Linked DNA regions of Anas platyrhynchos: region 2 is linked to region 1. Evidence: chromatin contacts called from public Hi-C data. All regions are on one chromosome and are shown on one strand. The core of a region is the stretch at or near the end of the contact, and the rest is flanking DNA. Distances in the headings are between cores, read along the strand shown.

Region 1 (6,634 bases), core at 1,530-4,029:
CAGCTGCACTGAACCACAGCCAAGACCCAGCACTATTTCACTCTTGGTGATTTGAGTTAAATGGGGACAGAAGTCTGACTTTCACTGAACTTTAATGTTATCAGTTAAATGTTGAGCTTCAATAGCCTAAGTCAGTTACAGAAAAGTCTTCTTTGGTAAAAACAGCTAAAAGTTATCAACTCACTCTAAGTGAAAACGCATCTCTTTTCCATTGCTTTCATCTGCTGTATTTTTTTGTGACTGGAAACAGCTCCAGCAGAGGTACAGCAGCTGAGAGAGCCAGACAGGCCAAAAAAAAATGATGATTAGATCACCTTGTTGGCTGCAAATGGCTGATCTGAATCAGTCAGAACAGAAATGTAAACTCTAGATGTTGCATGCACATAAAAAGTATGTACATAAACCTAGTACTATGCTCCAACCCTCCCACTGGAAAGTTAGTCAAGAAAAAGAAGACTGCAGCAAAGAGCAGGAAACATGCCTCAGAAAGGCTAAAAAAGGACCAAGCCTGAAGTTCTTGTTGGAGCAGCTAAGGAATTGAAACTTTAGCTTTCACTTTGCATGGAAGAAACCTAGCCACTGTACTGTCCTGGCTGCATTTTTTTCCCCCTGCTTGCACTAGGTTACTCAGAAACAGACATAAATAGGGAAAAAAATATCAAGACACTGTTCCTCATGATTACAGCGTACCTTAAGAAGCAGAGTGTAAAATCCAGCAAGCCCCGTGCTACAGGTTCCACACCTTCATTAGCCTCAGGAGCCTGGGCTCAGCCCAGTGCAGCAGGACTTGAGTTTGTCCCTCAGGTGAACGGTATCATCAGCACACCATTTTGAGGCACACTGAGCCTCTCCCTCTCAGATCAACCATGCTTTATACTGACAGGTTAAAACACTATTTCAGACTCAGAGAGCTGAAACTTGCTCTCCAACCATGGCAGTGTTTAGTCTGTGGTCAAAAGTCCATACCCAGCTTCAACTGCAGGCTTGCCGCTTTCCTGTATTATTTATTATACCTCTTAGCCATAAGAATTTAAAGTACATGAAGATGAGGCTTGCAGCTGAATCATCTTATTGTATATCCAGGCTGAGGCATAGAAAAAGAAAACACAAAGCCATCAGCTGTCTTGTGCCAGAGGCTTTTCTTCCAAGCTTGGACATTTCCCTGGAGGAGAGCACCAGCAGTGGTGCCTCTGCTCTGGGGAGGAGCTAGATTTCTAAACACCACACTGATTGGTAAATCCTCCCATCTTGAAAAGAAAGGAGTGATTTACTGTCCACAGCTGGTGAAAATTCCCAGGTACAGCATGCCACTAACGCACCCTTCAGATAGGGCCTCGTAATAGACAAAGACCTTAGCAGCCCTGGTGTAGTGGCAAGCTAGTTTTGTGGTGGCAAATATTCATTTCAGGTCCAAAACCTCCTCCTTCCAAAACAACCAAACGTGTCTAACGCAGTGTATAAGCAGTTGATCATGTTAAATTCTCACTATCAGCTTGTTTAATGGATTTGGTGCTGTGCTGCACTGCTGGTGCTAGCCCGCCCCAGCACTGGCCTGCACAAAATGGAGTCCTCCACACAGCGGCCTTCGGTGTCCTGGCTGGGCCGGGCAGGAATTGGGGCACCGGGGTGGTCAACAGAGCCTGCTGCAGTGGTCACCCAGCTTCCCTACACATTTAGAGATGTTCTGGGGAGAAACGTGATAGTTATAAACTTTGAAGTAGATTCATTAGGGTTTTAGTTTGGGTTATAGGGGCAGTGCTTGCTTGACACCTCTTGGCACATCAGTCCTTGAAAGAACCGAGCCTGTATCTCCTGGCTTTCCTCCACCCTGGCACTACACTGCCTCACTTCCAACCCATGTGGCACACCCAGAACCAAAGTGACCATTAACTGTGCTTTTTGTCAGAGCCCAGGACTGGAATTGGCCTACATTTACCTGACAGAAATGCGCAATTCGTATTTAAGCCATGGCACACCTACATTGCACCATATTCAATGACAGAAGTGTTTTTTTTTTTTTTTTTTTTTTTTTTTTTTTTTAACGTCCAGTACCAGAGGAGAGAAGGCAAGAGCCATCCCTCACAGACATGTCATACAACTTCTTACAGTCCTGCAGTGGAAGAATTCAGTTACCATCCTATGTGACCCATTCTCTTAACGTTATTGCCCATATATTCTAGTCAAGGCCGCAAGATACTTTGGGCAAGGATTTTAGCTTTTTGTTTCAAGAATTCACTACTAAGTAATTGGTATGAGTAATAAAAGTAGCATAAAATTGTAACTTCATGCAATGATAACCCACTAACCAGTATATATTTATAGAATGCCAAAACCAGGCAGAACTTTGAAAAAGCCAGGTGAATATGGAGGCCACAGTTTTAGTAATGGCAATGACTTTGTTAAAAGAAAATATAGAAATAATCCACATTTATGGGGTACCAATCAGTTCCTGATGGCAAAGGTTATTTGCAGCAGGAAAATGGAGAGAGGTATCAAAGGACAGAACACAATCAGGTTAAGATTAGCAAGCCAAACTGATCTTCGTGCCTCAGATAACTACATGACATTTTTTCAGTTTGTTCCTAGCCCATTCCTGGCAGTCAGCACTGACGGAAGACATATGGTCACAACAACACTGGTAATTTTATCTCCAATGCTCAGAATGAGCACACTGCTCCCTTCTTTCCAGTGCATCTGGAGGGAGGTCCTCCCACTGCTGACGTACATCACGGTGTGTATCTCCTCTCACCCTCTTTGGGGCATCTGCTGGGAAAGCTTCTCTGGGATAAACAATGTTGAAATGTCTCACACGCATCTCAGTTTAAGAGCCTCAGTTACTGCTGGCAGTTACTAGAGGCTTATTGAGCAACAGCAGCTTATGCCTTGCGGGAAGCAATGGCTTTGCCTCCCTAAGCTGCCTCCTCAGTGCACCTCGCAGTGCCAGGAGTTAAGTGATCAGGTAAGGACACGGGACTTGAAATGCAGGTTTATAGGGAGGAGGAAACAAGAGCTGTGCAGAGGCAGATGGAGTCCTCATTTGGGATCATATGGCACATGAGGCTTCTGCTTTGGGAAGCCAGAATCAGTAAAAGCATGAGGGCTGAACAATCCAGCCTGTGGAAACAGCAGGCCACTACATCTGTCCTACTAGGAAAAGCATTGAGAGAGCTACACTACACTATAAAATGCTTTAAAATTGCCCCTGTAATTACTAGTGAGCTCCAGTTTATCTGTGGGTGTGGATAGCAGGAAAACCAAACCCTGCCTATTCTTCATTTAATATTTGCAATAATGCAATAAATGCTTACATATAATAATGACAGGCTTCCCAGGTTATGATCTGCCTTTTCCAAGTCCTCCCCTCCCATCTCTCTGGCAAACAACAAGAGATGCTTACCTCTATTTGACCATTATAGTGGTAAATGCAACACCTTTGAAACAACTGCACAAACTAACTTTGAAAATAATGCCTATTTATAGTTTAGCAAAATAGTTTTGCAAATGTGCTGCTTTCATGTTGAAACGTCATGCTTGCTAACCCCCAAAGCTACAGCCCATCCAGATATGATGATCATTTCAATTTTTTAATGTTGAAAATCATTTACACTGTCAGAGAATGAAGTGGACTGGTATACTGTCAGGTGCAGAATGAGAGGTTTACACTCAATTATTTAATCCCATGGCACTTTGCATTTCTAGTAGGTGAATCACTTTTAAAAAGTTGAATGTCTTCCCTGCAAGATTCTGGCAAACCCTGAAAAGTTCATTTCATTAGGAAATGACTGCTCTCTCATTTGTCTGCTTCCTGGGAGTGACACGCAGGTGGCTGCCAAGGGATTTTCTTGGCTCACAGAGTGAGGCTAATGCATACATTCAGCTGCTGAGATTTTGCAGTGCCAGTCAGAACTGATGCTGTCCTAACTGTGCACAGCCAATTCAATGGGTTCTTTACATCAGCACCTCAAGGCAAAAACCAGGGCATTAAACCATTGTAAGATGAGACAAAGCATTAAGTGCAATTATCTTTCATCTATGGAGATTGGGAATCATTCTTAGTCAGATCTCATCTAAGACCCCAGTAATACAATTTGGCGTGACTGATGCAGTTTGCCGTGACTGATGATCCCTGGGAGAGAGGCACAGACCTGACAGCATCTAATTCCTCTCATTTGTCAATATCAAGCTCCAACAATTTAAAGACTGAAGTCTTCTACAGGCCTGCAGCAATGGACACCTGGATTGCCACAGTGCAATTTCAGAAAATGGTGACGTCTTGTCTGAAAATTGCTTCCTTTGTGGTTGTAAGATCATCCCCCACTCTTTCCCCACCTCCCCAGATATGCTTATGACTTGTCATAATGTATCCAGCACCACAAAGCATTTTTAAAGGAAAGAGATTATTTTATCCGGAAAATACCCTCAGGTTATGCTCTTATTTTACACTAAAAACTTTTTTTTTTTTTTAATTTCTCTACTTTTCCATCAAATTCTATGTCTTGTTTAGCTGGGGTCAGTGTACAAGTGTGGGTCCTTGCCTTTACACCCTGGTCCTCAGTTTTAGGCACTGAGAAGGAACTAGCAAAACAGCTTTGCTGTTGGGATGGGGAGCTTGGACCATAAGCATCTCCTCACACAAGTATGTGGGTGTTTGTGTGTCTTTCCGTCAGGATGGTTCTGTCTCATCCCCTGTAGGACAAGATTCAGTTCACTGCACCTATCTACTTAATCCAGCAATTTCCTAGCTCTAGTTTTCATTGTTTTGTTCCAGTTCCTTATCTTTGCTTTGACTGCTAGGCACTGTGATGACCTTCCCTTAGGGCTAACAGCCTGTCCAACAGGAAAATGAAAGGGGAGAGTCACAGTAGCTGTGTGAAGGCTCAGAGTGCTCTTTGTTACTTAAGTTCCATTTTCTTATTTGACATGTGACAAGGAACTAAAGAGCATTATTGGCAGGAGATGGCATCCAGTGTGGGACAGAGGTGCTCATTTGATGGCCAGTTTCTGTCCTGGGAGGTTTGCCACTCAGACAAAGCCCAGATTTGTGGTGTTGCAGAAATGCCTAAATTCTGTACCTACATTTTGCTTCAGCCGTGTAGAAATCAATGACATCACAGTGGTTCTGTGTGGGACCATTAGTGTGATAAACATGTGGCAAAATATAGTGATGAATGACGAATGATATGGAAAATAGTGAAGTGTTCCATATCTATTTATTTATTTATGATGAGGCCAGTCACCCTCAAACATCCTCACCGCAGCCCCCGCTAAGATGCAGCAAGTCCTCCTGGACTTCGTTCCAAGGACGTGGAAGAGAAGGTGGCAATCAGGCACACTCAGAGCAGCTTTCCCAAGGGGACAGCTAGGTGTAATATACTCAACTTTTAGTAAGGCTTTTCCCTTGTCTCTTTGAGCATTCTCATTTGGAAAACTTGGAGTTCTTGCAGGATGAACAGACTGTTAGATGGGTTGAAAATTGGCTGAGCTGCCTTCTACAGTGTCAACAATTAATAGTGCTACTTCTAGGCATTGGCTGGTTACAAATGGAGTATCCTGGGGGTCAGTACTGACTAATATTGCTCTACAAATTCATCAGTGATGGGCACAATGTGAGTGCACACCCTCAGTACAATTGTGGACAATACTAAAAAACATAGGGAGTGGTGAACATGATAGATGGCAGATCTTCAGTCCAGGACTTTCAGAAAACTTGAGGACTGAACTGACAGAAATCTCATGCAGTTGAACAAAGAGAAGTGAAAAACAGGTGCAGAATGTGCCTCTGACCTGATCTAGTATTCACAATCAATCAGCTTTGATTAAGACATTGCACTACAGACCTCCAGAGGGCCAGTCCCACTGACACTTCTTTTAGCCCACAGAGCAACATCTTTCCGGAACATTATACTGCTTGCTAAAGAGAACAGACTTGCTGATGTGGTCACCAGGCTTTATGACACTACTGCTGCAGCTGTGCTGTGCTGGGTCTTAACTGCAGGCACTGTGGGGATAAACATTTGGTAATTTGTGTACACCTGACATACTGTTCACTTGTAAGAATTTAAGAGTGAAAAAGGCCAATCACGTACTGAGAACAAGATAAGACTTCTTACAGATAATGTACTATAGCATGATTTTGTCCTTCACCTACATTTCCCCAAAAGACTACCTTATACACTTCCTACTCAATCCAGCCTCCCAGCGGTAAATGTAAAATAAATGCTGATTTTGGTCTTTTTTGAGAGCAGTGGTTGGTGGTCCTAGACTTCCTCCTTGCTATCCCCCTTTTCCTCTCTTTTCATAAGGAAAGGCTGATTATTCATGCATGATTTTAGTTTGATGAGTAACTACAGAATTACTTTCCTGGCAAATATTTAGGGAATAGTTGGTTATGGCTGGTATTGTAAAATGAAAGATTGTGGAGACTACGAAACACTGTAAGAATTATATAAAAAAGCATTCCCCTTAAGACTACTGCTTTTGTGATGTACAGACCATAAAAACAGCTTAAAACTTTTCCATTGGTATCTCTGAAGCTACTTGCAGGTGGCTGCTGTTCACGGACAGCTTGCACCTTGTTCTCTGCTCATGGTTCCCCATTGCCCTCTTGCAAAGTCACTTCATGTGAGCTGTCTGG
Region 2 (6,634 bases), core at 2,275-4,774, 36 kb after region 1:
TAGGAACTCATTGGACCAGCTTTCCCAAAGTCACATCTGTGGAACTTCTGTTGTACAAAGTCATCCTTGTTCCAATGCAGGTGTCTTAGCTGCCTGTATATTCTTTGTAATGGACCCTCAAAAACTTTTGGAAAAGTCCCTGGAAAGTAGAATTGTGACCCCAGGGAATAGTTTTGCTCCTGCTAAGAGATATTCAGACCACTAGAAGTCTTTACCTTTGTTTGGCCTGTCCCTGGAGTCGTAGCCAGTTGTTTTTCATCTCCTGTTGCTTCATAGTCAGTTTGTCATTTATGGATGGATTCCTTGTGGAAAGGCGGAAAGATTCCAATTCCAATGGCTGGGAGGAGATTTATAGTGGGGTGAATTTATGCCAAAAAGCTTATGTTTGTTCCTGAGATTGCCTTTCAGGACAAGTAGTTCATTTTAAAGTCCCAGTTTTCAAAAGTGGGCACTTAGATTACAATAGCAAAATATACAAAGAGATTTCTTATATGCAGAAAAAAAACATACACAATTCCAAGCAATCATCCAAGTAAGGAAAGATAACTGTATGTTGCCAAACACCCACAAATGCTACTTTACGATTAAGAAAGCAGTTTTGCAGAATGGTGATAAACATAGAGGAAAACGAAGTGCTAATCATAACCTCTGGTAGCCTAATCTAACTAAGATAGGTAACTGGAGCCACGGAGATAGAGCACAAAGAAGCAACCAGATTTGCCTTTCAGCAAGAGACTCAAAAATCTGTTGTATCTATTTCAGCTAACAGCTGCATCAAAACACCACTTTCAATGTGGACTTCTGGTTGATGCTGCTTTCATTAACACAGCCTGATAAACAGTAAAGAACACTCACCCAAACAGGTTTAAAGTTATCTTTCTTCTTCATTTTCATCAATTTGATGGTGTTATAGAATTTTAATTAGGCAGAAAGGAGAATATGCCAGGTTGTGTTTAATCCACAAGAAAAGCACAGATATACTTTGTAAATGGTATTTGTGGCAGCATTAAAAAACTTCCTCATCCTTCTGTGTTTCCATGCAGAACTCCCCCCTACAGCTTTACTGATGCTATCTGTGGAATGCTGACTGGCAATCACCCACATTTCATATGAGAATTAGCTAAGAAAGTCACAATGTGTGAAGGCATCACACATATCGTCACCATTTGCATACTATAGTGAAGAAAAGATTTAGTGAAATTTTACAAAAATATGTTCCTTATGAAGAGCCTTACTACTCTGGTCAACAGTGAAAACAGTGAGGTGTTGTATATTATTTCTGCTATTGCAGTTCAGCTGAAAACATTTTTTTTTTTTAAAGTATATAATTATATAGGAACTCAGACCTATATTTAATACTCAGATTAGTCCTAAACCATGCAAAGTGGGCATTTTTCAAAGGCAAGAGCTGATTATAGAGGGAATAATAGCCTAAGATTCTTGGGTTTGACAGCTATATCAGAAAACTATGTACACTGTAGTTTTGCATTTTAGTTTTAAACAAAACCAGAGTCAGGGTTTTGGTTCAAGTCAGTCCAGAAACTGGGAGAAAGATGGAGAGCTAAATTTGGATTCCATGCTTTCCAAAAGACAATCCAATCTGGCTTGTAGAGGAGAGTCGACGAATCAACTAATATGTTAACAAGGGACTTCTCTTCTTAGATTTGGTCAATCATGAAGAATGGCATCTCATACAGCATAAAGTACAATTAATTGGCACAGTATTTTACACTAAGAATAAATCTGTGTGCTCTGCCATATGTACTGTTTGCTCATACTCATAGATCTGAACAATCACATTGATGTTTGCACTCTATTCCCAGGAAGCAAAAGGGAACTTTTTTTTTGTAGTATCCTCTGTACTTTTCCACTTCTTACCTCCATTTTGGACTTAATAACGTTGATTTCCCTCTCCATCTCTTCATGTCTTCGAATAAGGTTTTCCACACTTTCTACATCTTTCCCATAATCCAGTGCTTGTATCAGTACACTCTGGAGGGACAGGGGGATGTGTAAATGGTAAAGATGACACAAAGCAAAAGGGTCATATCTTAATTATTTCAAATTGTTTCCTTCTTCCCTTCTTTTTATTGTCATCTGAATGTTCTTATTGTCTTTTTAAATATTAACATAGCACTGTATGTCTGTGCTCTTTAAAGAGATGGAAAAAGAACTTTGAATACTCTCAATCCTGCCACTGAGCACTCACATGTAAAACAAAGGCAGTAGTGCTTCCCTGTGTTTCTTAATCTTTATTTTCTATTCTTTTCCCATAGATGAAAATAGCCCAATATTTAAGTTGTGGTGTACAAATTTGCATGACTGTGCATTTCATGAAATATGGAAAAAAAATATTCTCAGAACCCTAGCAGAAATGGAATTCTTGACAATGAAGAAGTATATTTGCAGAAATTGTTATAAAAATTTCAAACCAATGGTCTTGTAACTTGAAGAAGTTTTGTTACATATTTGGCTACTGACTTACAGTTCAATAAACAGCTTCAGTTACATCCATGAAATCATTAGTAGAAATCATCATATAGCTTTTTTCTTCCATTAATCTCAAAATTACAATCCAGAATAGGCATTTTTACCTCCATTTTCCCATATCAATTAATGTAAATCTGAGAACTCACCTTCTCAGTAATTCTCTCTGTGATATCATCAATTTCTCTGATTAAGGCATGAATCTCTAGAGCTCCTTCTAACTTCTTCCTGTATGCATTCAGGTTACCACGGAAACTGTTCCACCTTTTATTGGAAAGAATATTTTAGGGGTGTATTTCACAGGTGAGAATTTGCACAACTGAGTTTTGTGAAGCTCAGAACTAAGTAAAAGACTAGATTTCTGAGCTACAGTGTGTACTGACCCCCAGTTTCTCACAACAAGGGACACAGCATAGAGGTAAAGCACTAGTCTGACAAAACTATCTGGTTGTATTTGTTCCAAGTTTTCAGGATGGGATACAGTTTAAAAGCTAAAAAGTCCTGATGCAGTTTCCTTAAACTCTCAATAACCTTACAAGCCCTACCTTCACACTTTCGGTTCTTAGCTAGTGGACTGAAGTAGCAGAATCATAGAATGGTTTGGATTGGAAGAGACCTTAAAGTTATCATCCAATTCCAACCCTCTTGCCATGGGCAGTGACACCTTCCACTAGGTCAGGTTGCTCAAGAAGCAATACGCTTCTTCACCAGGGCACAGGGAAGTTAGTTTTCATGGACATAGTCTGTAAAGTGTGTCTGAAATACATAGTCTGAAATAGTATGTCTGTCTCCAAGGCTAGACACATGATTTTGGCTCTGCTGGATCAGAAATCCTTCTGGCTAACTGCTCCCAGAGTTTTGAAAGGCAGCTTCAGTGCCTGAAGTTTGGTAGTCACGACATTAAAGAAAGTGCATATTGAAATTCCAGCCTGCCTAAGATACCTTATCTTCTCTTTCTGTTATTGCTTTACACTGAACATTTAAAGGCATACTCACTTTTCATTGAGCTGTTTCCGGCGCTGATATATTGTCCTTGTCTCTTCCTTGTTTTGTCTCTCCAGTTTCATGGCCAGGGCATTGATATCCTTGATGTGAGCATCGTCTACTGTTGTCTCCTTCAAAGCGAGAAAAGGAACCAAGGTATGTGTTCAAAATGCTTGTGAATGAGTCTGACACATGCAAAACAACAATAACAGCAACAAGCAAGATGTATACATTGCTACCAGAAATTTCAGATAGCTCTTATATCGTGCTGTTATCAGTCCCAAGTGAGTAGGCAGTACCAGCAAGGAAGAACACTAATAATGATACACTGTGTAATGACAATACATAGAATCAGCAATGATCTAGGTCTAGATAAGAACTCTCAGAGCTTCATTTCTAAGACAGGCATTCTAGCAGGGGCTCATCTGTTGAGGAAACACAGCTACAGCTGTTAGTTACATAGGTGGCTGCCGTGAAACAGCTGATATGTGGCAGATTGTTCCTCTGTCAAAAAGGTAAGTGGCTTGTTGTTCCTCACTTTTTTTTTCCTAGATAGGCTTCTGTTCAGAAGTTCCTTAAAATCTATACAGCCCTGAGAAACCTAGACAACCCATAAGTCGGGTTGTAAGGTGTGTCACTGCTTTTTCTTCTAAAGCAACACCACTGTATTTTAAAAGGTATGCTTAACCTTTCAGGCAACTTGCTTCCAGTGTAGCATATGCACCATAGAAAGGATAATATTTGCACAAATACTCTGTACTGTAGTCGATAATTCTTTTGGTGCATGATGGATGGTCAACACTGAACACTGCTCCAGGATTCAAAAACATTCTTTATTTTTGTAAGACTACTAAATCACAGGCTTAGTGGGGAGACATTAATCACTGGTGTAGTAGAAGCACAGCTGCCACATACCAGCAAATTTTTATTGAAGTATTTACTCCATTTGTATTTTATTTATGCTATATCCATACCAACATGCACATTTCCACATGTATTTCAGTATTATACACAGCCACAAAGTAAACAATAGAAACCAGAAGACAGACATATTACTTTTTCAGAACCCTTGCAGTCTCCTCTTCTGGGAGCTAGCAGCATAGTATTCAGAACATGAGTAGAAAATTTGGCAGCCATGGGATAGTTGATCACCATCCTACCCTCACATTTGTCTAGTTGGGGAACCTAGACTGGATGGATGCACACCCTGTGCCAGGACCAGCCTGCTTCTCTTCATGTCACCCTATAAAGCATGGTATAATCAAGCACCAGCTATGACAATATCAGTCTCAGCTTTTTCTGTTAAGAACCATGTTTAAAGTAGTACAGGAGCAGTGGCTACAAGCTGGCAGAAGCTCTGCCTTAGTCAAAGGAAAGATTTATTTCTTCAGTCTTATGCTGACTAGGGTACCATGCTGTTTCTGTCGCTTTCACCATCCTTCTTTTTGACTCGTACAACCTGTAGCACAACTCTTGCTCCCTCCCCTAACTCACGGTTCAGCTGATGAGGACTGAAGGGCCAATGAAGGCCTTTCACTTCCCTGATTCTGTAGTACTGAATTTTGAGTATTTTGGCTTTCCACCCAGATCGAGTACTAATACACTGCCAGGCTCTGGAAGGGGAAGCTCGAGGTTTTCTCCCAGATGCCAGTCATATCTATGCTTTTCTTTTGTGTAGAAGAGGATTTTCTGTTGCCTAATAGCAGAAGGTGATAGAGAAGATGGGAGCTGCTGTTACAGTAACTGGCAACTAGGATAACAGACAAACAGGATAAAGAGAAGATTAAGAGAGAACAATAGAATAAACCTCAGTCATGAAGTCCTAACAGGTCTCCTTCCAGACCTTCCTCAGAGGAGGAAGCAAGGAGGGGAATGGCGAAATAAAGGAGGGAAATGGAAAAAAGTGGTCAAATTGCTTTAAAGGGCTTGTTCACAGAAGGCTTGTATCAGACTTCAGATTCAAACATTGCTGAAACAACCATTTTAAATCCACCTTTGGGTGGAACTCACTATGAATTGCATACCACATGAAGCAAACTGGAAATTTGCTCAAACCTTAATTCAGACTTGCAGAGACAGCTGTTCAGCAACATAATGCAATTCAAAATTTTAGGTTGCATCACAAGCACCTGATGGCTCTGTTTAGACAACATCAAAGCAGAAGGCACAATGATGGAAACCAGTATCCATTTCAATAGCTTATAAACTGGTAATGCTACCTATCTCCCTGATCTTTCATCTCCTCAGGGTACTGGAACTGTATTTACTACCTGGATATGTTGCTGGGTTGAAAAGTTAACTGCTGCTTCAAGCCTTACAAGGAATGTGGAAGCAGGCATGGAAAACACTTCTTACCCCTGATGTCGCTCCACGGAACTCATTCAGCTTTTTCATGAGCTGCAGGCAGTGCTCGTAGTCATTTCCCACATCACCTATGTTAATCATGACTTCCTGAGGAAAGAAGCAGCAGACAGGCAAACATTCAGGATAAGAATACAAAAACACAATACATCCCAGTGCTTATGCTGATGCAGTTAAGTTCTGTGATGTTCTCTATAAATCATTGACGTACAACTTCTGAAGTAGTCTCTTCTGATTTTTGAATAATGATGAGACTTATTCCCAACTGTTTTTCCAATCTCTTACTGATTATGAAACAGCCTCTGAAAGAAAACTTGATGGATAAAGTGGCTCTTCTTTCACTGTTACAAAAAGAAACTTTCAGATTTGATACACAATGAAACTCAATGCCAGTTGCCAAATGCTTCAAGTCCCTTCTATTCTAGTGTGCTTTTAGAATTCTCATGCAAAAGGCATGAAGAAAATGTCCTGGAAGATGAGACATCTATCGCACATTCATTGCAAGATAGCAAGACTGTAGTGCACTGCTTGGGTTAAGTACTGGAGTTCATTTACCTTCTCCCTGATCCAGGCTTCCACCTGGTTCACTTTCTGGAGAAATTCCAGGAAATCCCGGCTATCCTCCAGCATCTTTCCACGGGCAGCAACAGCTCTCTTCAACTTCTCCCAACGCTCCTGAAGCATGCGGACTTGGTGACGGATCTCCCCTGATTTTGGGTGGCCTTTTGATACCAGGGCTTCTCCTTTCTTCACATTCAAGAGAGGGGGGTTAGAAATGATGGTTACTACTGATTTTTAATAC

What was found. A called contact is a pair of places that touch in the nucleus more often than the background predicts.
Region 2: a contact with region 1 is called in a Hi-C map of small yellow follicle, with 1.9 times the contacts expected there. The contact joins two enhancer-like sites. A contact is called at or near these places in 2 of 8 Hi-C or Micro-C datasets (F5 follicle and small yellow follicle).

What each region holds. Positions count from the first base shown.
Region 1 is chr5:34,053,557-34,060,190 of IASCAAS_PekinDuck_T2T, forward strand. No RefSeq gene overlaps it. Among named protein-coding and RNA genes, the nearest start is that of JMJD7, 76 kb to the left of the region's middle. Within about 2 kb of position 2,780, at least 6 of the 8 cell types and tissues checked have an H3K27ac peak or open chromatin away from gene starts, as enhancers often do. A contact at or near this core is called in F5 follicle and small yellow follicle, where this site is marked.
Region 2 is chr5:34,088,392-34,095,025 of IASCAAS_PekinDuck_T2T, forward strand. SPTBN5 (spectrin beta, non-erythrocytic 5) reads right to left here. Exons shown (of 71, transcript XM_027458500.3): 41 at 6,388-6,579; 42 at 5,827-5,922; 43 at 3,484-3,602; 44 at 2,637-2,751; 45 at 1,879-1,992; 46 at 216-337. Among named protein-coding and RNA genes, the nearest start is that of SPTBN5, 74 kb to the right of the region's middle. Within about 2 kb of position 3,525, at least 3 of the 8 cell types and tissues checked have an H3K27ac peak or open chromatin away from gene starts, as enhancers often do. A contact at or near this core is called in F5 follicle and small yellow follicle, where this site is marked.